Linked DNA regions of Canis lupus: region 1 is linked to region 2. Evidence: chromatin contacts called from public Hi-C data. All regions are on one chromosome and are shown on one strand. The core of a region is the stretch at or near the end of the contact, and the rest is flanking DNA. Distances in the headings are between cores, read along the strand shown.

Evidence for each region. Hi-C and Micro-C count contacts between places; a contact is called where the count stands out from the background.
Region 1: a contact with region 2 is called in a Hi-C map of liver, with 4 times the contacts expected there. The contact joins the promoter of SPG21 here to the promoter of PIF1 in region 2. A contact is called at or near these places in 4 of 9 Hi-C or Micro-C datasets (amygdala, blood, liver and 1 more).

What each region holds. Positions count from the first base shown.
Region 1 is chr30:29,798,800-29,805,597 of UU_Cfam_GSD_1.0, forward strand. SPG21 (maspardin) reads right to left here and starts at 2,180. Exons shown (of 10, transcript XM_038580715.1): 1 at 2,030-2,180; 2 at 1,195-1,426.
Region 2 is chr30:29,656,773-29,663,275 of UU_Cfam_GSD_1.0, forward strand. It overlaps PIF1 (ATP-dependent DNA helicase PIF1), which reads right to left and starts at 2,108. Exons shown (of 14, transcript XM_038580709.1): 1 at 1,710-2,108.

The sequences.
Region 1 (6,798 bases), core at 930-3,429, 140 kb after region 2:
TCTTATGCTGAAATCAGTGTGCACAGATGTAGTTATAGTTCATACTGGAATCAAGAAAATCATTCTTTGCATATCCACTTTCTCTTAACAAATAATAACATGTTAAAAAAAATCTAAGCCATTTGAATCTACTCAGCAGGTTCATAAAACACCTAAGCTACTTATAGACAGATAGCTTCTAGATTTGCCAAACTTGGAATAAATTATTCAGTTTTGGAATCGGCTGCAATGTACAAACCAACTATCATACATATACCAATCATACGCAGGCACTCACATGCACTGTCATCCACTTCTTCCCACAGCAATAAGTAGAAAGATGTTCCTTACCACAGTCCTCGGTATTATTCACAACCAACCCAGTATTATAACATTTTATAACTAATCTCACTTGATGGAGAGATTCCACCCAACTGTGACTACATTTTTGTAGGGGCAAGTGATTTTAACACTTGTGCTGGTTTGGCAGCACATCAAAGGTAAGATAGATACCAAATGTTGCATCTGACCAACTGACGTCTAAGTTAAAAAAAAAAAAAAAAAAAAGAGCTCATTCCTGCAAAGGGAAAACAGCTGTGAGTGGTATGAAAAGGAAGTTTGTTCTCCTAGCTCTCAATCACTAAAGGGGTATACTTTTCCAAGTCACAAGAAGAACATTTCTGTATACAGCAAAAAAAGGTTAACTGAGATTGTGACCAAACTGGTCAGTATTAAGTAAGAAAGAATGTGGATCATGAGCTCAAGGCTGATTTGATCTCTCACGATTCAATTCTTCACAAAAAACAAAAGCACCTGTTCATGCTGGTGGGAAAAGGGCTGCAGAAATTAGCCTTAATCTTGCCTACAGAAACCCCTCCTCAGGGAGTGTTCTGGACACCCAGTCCTCTCTCTGGCCCTTGAGGTACTGGACGATAAAATTGCCAATTATGAGTGTGCACCTAGAATTACATGCACTTATCCCTCAGGGTTTCAACAGAACCTGCCAGTTTACAATCAATGGAATTGTCTCTAAAAATGTTTAAGTCACATAACCAGCTTAACTAGTCAGAGGTTTTCGGAACCTTTATCTCAACCTGTAGTTGCTCTGCATACGGACAATCTGTGATTATTAATACCAGCCGGAAGTAAGTATTAAACCCTGAGAGTCTCCAGGAGATGCAATTGGCTTTTTAAATGCAAGTCCCCATAACTCACCACACCAGTAGACAGCTATCCTTTTTTCAGCTCTCTTCGGGGGAAGATTTATCCCTCTCTTCTTCAGGAACTTATTCCATTATCGTCTAAATCTCATGGGAGGAAAAGCTGCCTACTTGACATTTCTTCTGTGACACCTCATCTTGTGCTGTCTTGGGATAAAAGCTCTTGGAAATCTGCACACAGCTATTAAGTTACTCCTCAGTCTCTGGAGTCTTTCTGCTAACAGGAGCTGCAACATCGTACGAGGAGACAAAGAAGCAGCATAAGTGCAGAATTTAGAACTCCCCAGGAAAGCCAGAAGAGGAAAAGCAAAACACTCTAGCCCTGCTACTTTCCTCATTCCAACCCCAGCCCCCCTTCACAAGGCTCACACTTGGCGATGACAAAGACATTTGACACTTTCAGGCTGAGGTGCACTCTCTAACATAACTAGCTTCTTTCTGCTCAGAGTTCTTAAAAGTTGGAAAAACATATTCCTGGACTGCAGGAGTATATCCCCAGGACCGGATTACAGCAGTATGCTCTGGTCAAGCGCCCCCCCCCCCGCCCCCCACCGCCACCCCAATGATCCAAACAGACCCCACCCTCTCCCAGTCCCACCAAAAGGCAGGGTCACAGGTACACCGACCACCCCGTGAACTCCACCTCGACCTCAGACAGACAGACACACACGCACGATCACGTGCACAGTCACATGGACCAGCCCACTAAGGGCCACACGAACAAAGTCACACCCACGGAGGCAGCCGCGCACACTACACACACACCCACCTGCAAGCCTCAACACATCGCGCACCCACACCCGCTTCCCAGGGCCTCGCCCACCTCTCACCCGCCGTGGCCTCCTCCACATACGTCCCTGTCCCTCCTCCCCAAGGCGGCTCTCCCCTCCCGCAGGGGCGCGGGCCCGGGTCGCCGCCTGCAGCCGGAGCGCTCGGTCCTGGCAGGCGCCGCGGTCGGCGGGGGCGAGCCGGAGGGCGGGCCTCCGAGGGGCGGGGCGCGCGGCGGGCGAGCCTGGGTCCCGAACGGGCCGCGCAGTGGGCGCGAGCCTCGCGCTTCCGGGTTTGGGGGAGGCGGGGCCACGTCCTGAGGAAGGGGCGGGGCTGCGTGGCTCCGGCGGTCACCATGACGACGGGGCGGGATGGAGCCGGGAGAGAGACTCGGCGCTCTCTGCGCATCCTGCCGCTTGGGACCTGGCGGCCGCCCCCGGGGTGGCGGTGGGCGCTGGGGGGAGGTGCGAATTGCCCCTGGGTCAGCCCTAGGTCACCCATTCGCTGCGGGCACCGAGGGAGAGATTGTGCGAGCGGCAGACGGGGGCGCCTGACACCTGGGACCTGCCTCTGCCTTCAGTTCGCGCCCTCCTGGAGGAAGCAGGTGCGGACCGTTTTCTCTCCGCCACGTGAAGCTTTGGGGGACCACCCCCCTGGGTTACAAGTTTTGGTGAACAGCACTTTGTATACTGTCTTTGCTTGGCAAGATTTTTTTTTTTTTTTTTTTTTCCCATCTTGGCACAACGCCCTCCGTGGTCTTACCCTGTAAGGCTCTCACTGCTCTTTGCAGACTTGCGCTTTCTGGAGGATTTTTGAGAACAGCTCCCACCAGGCCTCCGGCTCCTGCATCACTTTCCCCTTAAAGGAATAGGGAATGTTAATATATTTATAAGCATTCTTCTTTATTTATTCATTCATCCATGAGAGACAGAGAGAGGCAGAAACACAGGCAGAGGGAGATGCAGGCTCCATGCAGGGAGCCTGACGCGGGACTCTATCCCAGGACCCCCGGGGTCACTCCCTGGGCTGAAGGCGGCGCTAAACCGCTGAGCCCCCCCACCCCCACCCCCCGGGCTGCCCTATAAGCATTCTTCTTAAGCAAAATTTGGTAGAGGTTACAGTAAAACATTGGCAGCTTGCTGAAAGAATGTATAATAAGGTTGGATAACATGTAAATCTTATTTGAAGTCTTTCTGTGATCCTGCAACAAGGTCCTGTTGAAAGTGGCTCTCCCTAATCTGTTTTAGGGAAAGCTTATACCCTGCTAAAGCTTTTGGCATAAACAGCAACTGTTTATGGGATTAAGGTCAGGGGAGAATCTCAGTAAATTGGAATCCTTAGTCATGATCTCTGCCTTCCTGCTTGTGAATGTTGGGTCCCAGTCTAGAACTCCAACAAATTGCAGATGCATCCCCCAAGAACACAATCACACGTTAGCCTCCTGTTCCCCAACTCGTCACTTCTTTCAGAATTCTCATAGGAAGTGGTCTTTTATAATGAGCACCAGGTAGGTGTATAGGGCATGTTTCTACAGAAGATTTTTAACCTGTGGCTTTCCCCTCAAAACTTTGGAATAGTTTAATGAATGGAATAATTGCCAAAGCACTGGTTGTGTGTAAAGACTGTTATGGATGCTCATTATTTTTGTCTCCTGAGGTGGTCTGTGAGCTTTAATTTAGGGCAAAAGGAACAGAGTAACCAACCAGTGTGTTAGCACATGATTTGGCTCATAGTAGGTACTAAATGTACCTTCAATGAATTAATGAGAGAATAAATATATCTATCCACACATATTCCTAACACTGGATTCCTTACTCCTCACACTCCTAGACCTCACTTTAGTAACAGCCCTAGTGAGATTTAAGCTATGGATATGCCTAAATATATTAAAAGTCCTTATTTTGTTAGTTTGATGATAATTTTTAATTTGACTGTTGATAATGAAAAGCCATCTCATTATGTAGGTTTTGTTACATGTGAACTTTTATTACAATGTAAAAGATTAAACCCAAAATAATGAATGTTTTCTTTCCCTGAGAAAAGTACCCCTTGGTCATGTTTGGATCTTCAGTTGTCCTATAACACATGGCAGGCACATTATCCATTCCCTAATCTGAACAAGGAACATTTAATCTCTGTGAATTCCAGCTGTCCTGTAATTGCACAACTGCAGGGAGCAAACTTTTGACCCAGGACAGGCCCTGGTGCAGGCAGACCTGGGGGATATGGCTGTGAGGGTTTGCAGCTGTCATGGTTGGGGTCTTCCAGATGGTTCCCACAGCACCAATCCCTGTGTGAGAACCTCAGTTAAAAACTAGAATGTTCACAAAATACTCTCTGAACTCCAGGCAAAGTAAACAGATGGCCATCTGGTTCTCAGAATTGCCCAAACTGAAGATCTATCCTTCAAATTGATCTTTTGATAGGATAATATTTGTTTTAAAGCACACGTGCAAAATAATCCTAGATATATCTCTTATGCACAGTTACCTCTGAGGAGAAACTGGAGGATGGAAGGGGGGTGAAGAACTTTGGCTTTAGATTTAGCATTTGAATTTATGTAAGAATGTGTTCATATATTATTGTATGATTTAAAAATAAATTAAAATCAACTTTATTCATGGTCTAAGCCCTGCTTCTCCTTTAGTAGCACCCTCCTCTATTCAAGCTAAAGTCCAAGGTCCACAGGCAAGAGCAGGTCTGGCTCTCTCAAAGGGCCCCAAATACCCTATGAGGTCTCAAACCTCTAGGTGTTTATATATACTCTTTACTCCTCTTAGAATGCCTCTTCCACTTGACCCACCAGAGTGAAATGCCTCTATTTTACCCGCCCCCCAAACCACAGATGTGTGAAAAAGTGAAAGAGAAACTAAACACTTAGTTTTTCACAGTAATACCAGTTCTCGGAATACTATCCTTTAAAGCTGCCCAGGATACATTTGACTACAGCGTTATATATCAAATTATGCTGAGACCCAAGACTGAAAATAAAGGCTGTTTCCTTACTGCCAGACTCAGTCTGTGTCGGATACATGCCTCACTGGATTATAGGGATCAGACACAGAGTAGGGATTCTGGAACTGCCCGAGACAGATGCTGGTGTGTCTATTTCTATAGTTTCCTACGTATTGAACTAAGGTCCTATCAAACAAGTATATACAGTTATTTATTTATTTGAACTTGTTCTAAGATTTGTATTTATTTGAGAGAGAGAGAGCACATGTGTGTGCAGGATGGGGGAAAGGAGAGGAGAGAGAGAAGCAGACTACTTGCTGAGCAGGGAGTCTGACTAGGGCTTGATCCCAGGATCTGGAGATCATGATCTGAGATGAATCAAGGCAGATGCTCAACTGAATGAGCCTCCCAAGTACCCCTACTGTGATTTATAATTAATAATTCATTATTATCCAGGAGTTAAGAAACTGGAGTTTTATTCTTGGGCAAGACATTTCTTCTCTCTAGTGTGGTTTCCTTCTCTGTGAAATGAGTCCAAGGTTAGACTAAATGATCTCTAAGTTCTTTTTTTAAAAAAATATTTTATTGGGGATCCCTGGGTGGCTCAGCGGTTTAGCGCCTGCCTTTGGCCCAGGGCATGATCCTGGAGTCCCGGGATCAAGTCCCATGTCAGGCTCCCAGCATGGAGCCTGCTTCTCCCTCCTCCTGTGTCTCTGCCTCTCTCTCTCTCTCTCTCTCTCTCTCTGTCTATCATAAATAAATAAATAAATATTTAAAAAATTTTTTAAAAATTAAAAAATATTTTATTTATTTATTCATGAGAGACACACAGAGAGAAGCAGAGACACAGGCAGAGGGAGAAGCAGGCTCCATGCAGGGAGCCTTATGTGGGACTTGATCCCGGGACTGAGATCATGCCCTGAGCTGAAGGCAGGTGCTCAACCACTGAGCGACCCAGGCGTCCCTATCTCTAAATTCTTAACAAGTCTAAGATTTTAGATTCTATATGTTTATGACAGGTATATCACAGAATCTTTACAATAGCCTTGTTTCAAAGCTGTTCTTTTCTGGTAACCCCCCCCCCCACATTGCCTCTCCCTTCCAATCAAACTTTTAAAAAGCAGCCTGTGGGGGATCCCTGGGTGGCTCAGCAGTTTAGTGCCTGCCTTCGGCCCAGAGCGTGATCCTAGAGTCCCAGATCAAGTCCCACATCAAGTCCCACATCAGGTCCCCCTGTGTGTCTGCCTCTCCGTGTATATGTGTCTCTGATGAATAAATACATAAAATCTTTAAAAAGAAAAAAAAAAGCAGCCTGCACACAAAAATGCCTTTCTATAGGAATAATATTTTACCTTCTTAGATAAGCTAATATTTGTCCATTGTTAACTTTTTAAATATAAAAGTGCCTAAGCAAAGGTAACACATTTTAAAAAATCATCTGACAACTAAGCATTTCATTAATGTTTCTTCTGTAAATAACAATGTGACAATCTATCTTCTGCAAGAAAAGCTGCAGTAAAGAATCCTGGAAAACAAGAACGGCACTATTATACTACAAAATAAAGCAGCTTCTATCTGTAGGATTCTAGAAAACTTTATGAATTCTTAGAGGTAATAAGGACAGTGATTAAATAGTAACTGAAATGAGAAAATCTTCTTTTTTTAGGATTTTATTTATTTATTCATGAGAGACACACAGAGAGAGGCAGAGAGATAGGCAGAAGGAGAAGCAGGCTCCCTGTGGGGGGTGCCCAGTGTGAGACTTGATCCCAAGATTCTGGGATCATGACCTGAGCCAAAGGTAGATGCTCAACCCCTGAGCCACCCAGGTGTCCCAACAAGGTTATTTGTAACAATAAAATGAGATACTTCAGGT
Region 2 (6,503 bases), core at 858-3,357:
TGATTGAAGGAAAAGAGCCATGAATCAAGCCATAGAATTTGTGGTAATTTGTTAGAGCAGCAATAGCACCAAGAAACTAGTACAGTCACACAGCCAGAAAGTAAAAGAACTGGGATTATGAACCCAGGCCTGTTTCCAAAGACCCTCGGTTCTCTCTTCCCACTACCTTTTGCTTATAATGGGCCCAGCACCGTGACAAACAGCCTGCTGCCTTCCCCTTTCCCTCTGTGGAGTACCCCAGACTGCCCCCGGAGAAGGCACGGACACTTCCACATGGATTTTTTCACCAACATTTTTTTTCTTTTGACTTTCAAACTTAAAAAAAAATTCAATATATGTAACATATAATTTGCCATTTTAACTATTTTTAAGTGTATAACTCATTGCCATTAAGTACTTTCAAATGTTGCATAACAATCATCACTATTTCCAGAAAATGTTCATCATCCCAGTGTATTTGTCCTCATTAGACAATATCTTCCCATTCTTTCTCCTTGCAGCCCTTGGTAACCCCAACATTTTATTCTGAAAATATTCCAACATATACAGAAAGGTTGAAGGAATTTTGCAGTGAACACCCATATGCCCAACACCAAGATTCTACAATTAGTATTTTGTTGTATTCATCACATGTCTAGTCATCTGTCCATCTCAACATTCATGAATCCATCTGCTAATGCATTCTAAAGTTGCAGACAACAGGACACTTCACATCTAAACATTTCAACAGGGATCCCTGGGTGGCGCAGCGGTTTGGCGCCTGCCTTTGGCCTAGGGCGCGATCCTGGAGACCCGGGATCGAATCCCACGTCGGGCTCCTGGTGCATGGAGCCTGCTTCTCCCTCTGCCTATGTCTCTGCCTCTCTCTCTCTCTCTCTCTCTCTGTGACTATCATAAATAAATAAGAATTAAAAAAATAAAATCTTTAAAAAAAAATAAACATTTCAACATTAATTGTTAACTAACATTAATTAGTTTATGCTTTTTTCCCCCTTAAATAGGCTCCATGCCCAAATATGGGGCCTGAACTCATGACCCTGAGGTCAAGAATTTCATGCTCTACGGACTGAGCCAGCCAGGCACCCCTATGCTTATCTATGTATTTATTTTTAAACGTTTTTTTTTTTTATTTATTAGAGAGGATGAGAGTGGGGGAGGGGCAAAAAGAGAGGGATAAGCAGACTCCCACTCTGGGGAACCTGATGTGGGGTTCAATCCCAGACCCTGAGATCATGACCTGAGCCAAAGTCAGATGCTTAAACCAACTGATCCAGTCAGTTGCCCCTATGCTTTTCTTTTTTATGCTTATCTTTTTTAAAAAAAACATTTATTTATTCATGAGACAGAGTGGGGCGGGGGCGGGGGGGTCAGAGACACAGGCAGAGGGAGAAGCAGGCTCCATGCAGGGAGCCTGATGTGGGACTCGATCCCCGGTCTCCAGGATCATGCTCTGGGCTGAAGGCAACACTAAACCGCTGAGCCACCCGGACTACCCTTTAATTTTAAAAAAGAATTATTTAGAAGAGCAAGCACACGAGCAGAGGGATTAGCGGGGGGCGGGGGGGGGGGCAAGCTCCCAGCTGAGCAGGGAGCTGGACATAGGACTCGATCTCAGGACCCTGGGATCATGACCTGACCTGAAGGCAGAGGCTTAACCAACTGAGCCACCCAAATGCCCCTATGCTTTAATTTTTTTAAAAAATAAATACCTCAGTGAGAAATTACTGGGTCATCGAGGGGTGGCACAGTCAAGGCTCGGACTCTCGGTTCCCGCTCAGGTCGTGATCTCAGGGTGGTGGGATGGAGCCCCAAGCCTGGCCCCATGCTCAGCACGAATCTGCTTAAGTTTCTCTCTTCCTCTCCCTCTGCCCCTCGCCCTTGCGCGCTCTCTCTCTAAAATAAATAAATCTTTAGAAGAATGCTGGGTCATCGAATAGGTGTACATTTAGTTATGAAACTGCCAGAGGTTCTTCCCAAGTGGTGAGGTTGTAGGAGTAGCAACGACGAGTCCTTGTAGGGAAAGGAATCGAACGAGTCACTGGGAGGCAGCTTAGCAGCTGATGAACGGAGCTCAGGCCCCGCCCCCTCCCCGTCCCGGGCGCCGCGGGCCGGTCAGTCGGATCCTGATTGGTCCGTGGGGAGGGGGCGGAGCCAGGGGATTTCGCGTCGAGGGCCGGACTTCCTCCCCTCCCCCGCCCCCCGCCTTTGGCAGCCGGGGCGTCGGCGCCCCCCGCGCTGGGCTCCCTGCTGCGGGAGCCGGAGCGATCCCGAAAAGCAGCGCAGCGCTGCTCCCGGGTCTCTCGCCTAACCCCAACCCTGGTTTTAATTTAACGCAAACTCTCCGGAAGAACGAGTTTTCGTCTTTATGAAATTTCCTCAAGAACTCTTTGCAGACGTCTCATGCGCTCTCTTTCACAGGAGGCCTCAGTTTTGGTCGCCTCATTAATAAAAATCAACAGTGACATTGATAGCACAGGACTGGGCGGTTTACAGACTGCGTTCTCCTCCGTCATCTCCTCTGATATTTAAAAGAGACTTTACAGCCCTAAGCTTACAGGGACAGTGTCGGAGAGATGCTGAAAGGGTGTCACCTGGGAAGGCTTCATCACCGGGTAGTTGACACTCATTTCGTTGGACCTCTGGTGCAGGTGACCCTCCCTCCTTGAAATCCTCCCTTCTCTTTCCACAACACACTCCCCTTGTTTACTGGCTATTTATATTTATTGGCTGCTTCATCTAGGTCTCCTTTGCTAACTCCTTTTCCCCACCCAGACCTCTCAAGGTGGGAGGACTTTTTTTCCCTCCTATCTTTTCCAATCCCATGGCTTGATTATCAGCTGCATGCTGATTCCCAATATTATATCTCTAGCCAGCTGTTCTCCCCTGAACTCCAGACTCTGTCTCCATTTGTCCTCCTGCTATCACCACACAGATGCCTAGCTGGCATGTCAAACTCATTTTCTCCAGAACAGCTTTTAATCTCCTTCCCCAGCACCATATAAACCTGTTTTTCTCCTGTCTTCGTCTCAGTAAATGCACCATCTTTTTTCGCTCAAGTTAAAAACCCACATCATATTCTTGTTTCCTTCTTTACTTACCACATCTAATCCACCATTGAAATTTGTTGTTTCTCCCTCTAAAATGTATCGGGGTCCTTTTTGTTGTTGTTGTTTTTAAAGATTTTTTTTACTTATTCGCGAGAAACAGAGAGGCAGAGACAAAGACAGAGGGAGAAGTAGGCTCCATGCAGGGAGCCCTATGTGGGATTAGATCCCTGGTCTCCAGGATCATGCCCTGGGCTGAAGGCAGGCACTAAACCCACTGAGCCACCCAGGCTGCCCTCTAAAATGTATTTTGAATCTATTCCCTCCATCCCCACTCCACACCCTAGAGCTAGCAGCATGTCTTCTCTCCCTGGATTCCAGCAGTAAGTCTCCCAATGTCATTGGCTTCCTAGCTTCCACTCTAATCCCCCACAAGTCAATCCTTTCTCCAAATAGCAGCAGATGGGATCTCTTCAAACATATAAACACATTTTGCTACTTTTAAGCCCTGGATGCCTCTCTAGGCAATTCCTCTTGGAATAAAATCTGTGGTCCTTATCACAGCCTGAGACCTCCCTTCCTTCCACTATGAATTTAAGTCTACCACTTTCTTTCTTACTCACCGTGTCTGTCACACTAGCCTCCTTGGTGCTCCTTGAACACTCATAAGCCCATTTCTATGCCCAGGTCTTTGCACTAGTATTTTCCTCTGCATGAAATACCTTCCCCCAGGACGCCTGGTTGGCTCAGTCTGGAGAGCATGCGTCTCTTGATCTAGGGGTGGTGAGTTTGATCCTGAAGTTGGGGGTAGAGTTTACTTTAAAATAGGTAAATAGGGCAGCCCGGTTGGCTCAGCGGTTTAGCGTCTGCCTTCAGCCTGGGGTATGATCCTGGGGACCCAGGATCGAGTCCCACATCGAGCTCTCTCCATGGAGCCTGCTTCACCCTCTGCCTCTGTCTCTGCCTCTCTCTCTCTGTCTCTGTGTAATAAATAGATTAAAAAATTTTAAAAAAATAGGCAAATAAAAATAGCTGTTTTAAAGGGGGAGAAAAAAAAAGAAATGCTTTCCACCTCACTCTTTTTGTGGCTCTGTCTCATCTTTCAGGTCTCAGCTGAAATATCCATGTATTTGCATATATTGTGAAATAATTACCACCGTAGGTTTAATTAACATCCACCATCTCGGGATCCCTGGGTGGCACAGCGGTTCAGTGCCTGCCTTTGGCCCAGGGCCTGATCCTGGAGACCCGGGATTGAATCCCACGTCGGGCTCCTGGTGCATGGAGCCTGCTTCTCCCTCTGCCTATGTCTCTGCCTCTCTCTCTCTCTCTGTGTGACTATCATAAAAAAAAAAAAAAAAAGAAAGAAACACTATATAAAAAAAAAATCCACCATCTCATATAGACCCAATAAAAACAAAAGAAAACAAATTTCTCCCTGTGATGAGAACTCTACTCTCTTAATATCTTCTCTATATACCATAACAGAGGTACTAACTATAGTTATCATTGTTGTACATTATATGCTAGTACTTATTTACCATATAGCTGGAAGTTTGTACCTTTTAACTACTTTCCCCAACCCCCCTTCTCCCATCCCACCCTTACTGTCTCTTGAATCTATATCTGCCCCTACAATCCTCATAACCACTGGCCTGGTTCAGGCTCCATCACCTCCAACCTAGATTTTCTGTAACAACTTCCCACCCAGGGGGCTGACCCGTCTCTAGTGCTCTTGTCACCATTCTTCACACAGCAGTCATGAAAATGAGGTTTTAAAATAAAAATCGTGTCCACCCTGCTTTGATGCTTCAATGGCCCCCTGCTACTTGCAGGAAGAATTTTACATACCTGAGGTCAGCATTCAAGGTCCATAGTGCTCTAGCTTCTGCGGGCTCCTCGGTAGTACCTTTCTGAGCCTCTCCTGCCTCCCCACCCACCCCTGCTACACACGACTGCACAAATGTGCCTACAGTTCCCCTAGCAAGTCACGCTGTTCTATCAGTTCTGCTTTTGTGAGATGTCCATCCTAATGGAATACAACTCAGTCACTCCAGCCCTTCTTGTGAGGAGCTCTCACCACACGCTGTACACTCATCAGAGCCCTTCTAAAGACTTGTCCGCCTTCCTACTGGCTCTGCAGCCCTCCAAGGCAGGGCCTGGATCCTGTGTGCCTACTCATACAATGCTGCCAAAATATTTAGTAGAGAGCACAGCCTCTGGAGTCAGGTGAGGTTTGATTCCTTCCACTACCTCTCACCAATCAAGGGACCTGAAACAGGTCTAAGCCTCAGATTCAAGATCTGTTCAATGAAGATAACAATAGTATCTATCTCATGGGTCATTTATCCACTTTTGTGAAGTTTTTTATTATTTTATTTTATTTATTTATTTATTTATTTTTAATTTTTATTTATTTATGATAGTCACAGAGAGAGAGAGAGAGAGAGAGAGAGGCAGAGACACAGGCAGAGGGAGAAGCAGGCTCCATGCACCGGGAGCCCAATGTGGGACTCGATCCCGGGTCTCCAGGATCGCGCCCTGGGCCAAAGGCAGGCGCCAAACCGCTGCGCCACCCAGGGATCCCCTATTTTTTTTTTTTTATTTATTCATGAGAGATACAGATTGAGAGGAGAGGCAGAGACATAGGCTCCCTCGCAGGGAGCCTGATGCAGGACTCGATCCTGGATCCGGGGACCACGACCTGAGCCAAAGGCAGGTGTCCAACCGCTGAGCCATCCAGGCATCCCACTTTTGTGAAGTTTAAATGAGATACATGTGAGGAGTTTAGTACAGTGAACAGATGACAGAGGCTCCCTAAATTCTTTTGAGTGAATAGATAAATGCCAGGATAAAGTATTGGAAGGCACCCAACTTCAAAGGCCCTCAATAAGTTTTGTTGACTAAGTGATGTACATGCAAAACAGACTCCATCACCTCCACAAACAAATGTTCAATGACTTCCCATTGCTCCGAGGTTAAAATATAGTCCTCTCAACAAAGCCCTCAAGGCCCTGTCTACACTGAACTCTACTTCTCCAGCCTGGCTGCCCTACACTCACACTACTGTTTCATGCCTCTTTGCCATGGCTCATACTCTCCCCTCTGCCTACAATGCCTGTCTTGCCCCTTTGTCCTGATTTTGGTGCTTTTCCTATGTACATTTACCTTCACATTTAATATATGGTTTTCTCATCTGTTTACATACATGCCTTTCTCTTCTGATAGAGGACAGGGACTCTGAGCCTTGCCATTATCTTTCAGCCATTAGTGTAAAGCCTGACAAACAATTAAGGCGAATAAAATATTTGTGTTGGATGAATGCATGTGGTGTGGAGGCAACAACTAGAGGGCTGGCATGGGCTGGATGGGGAAACTGATGCCAAAGTGGCTATCAGTGGCTTATTCTCAAAAGTGGTGGAACTTGCTGGATATGAAAACTGACCTTACCCCACCCCA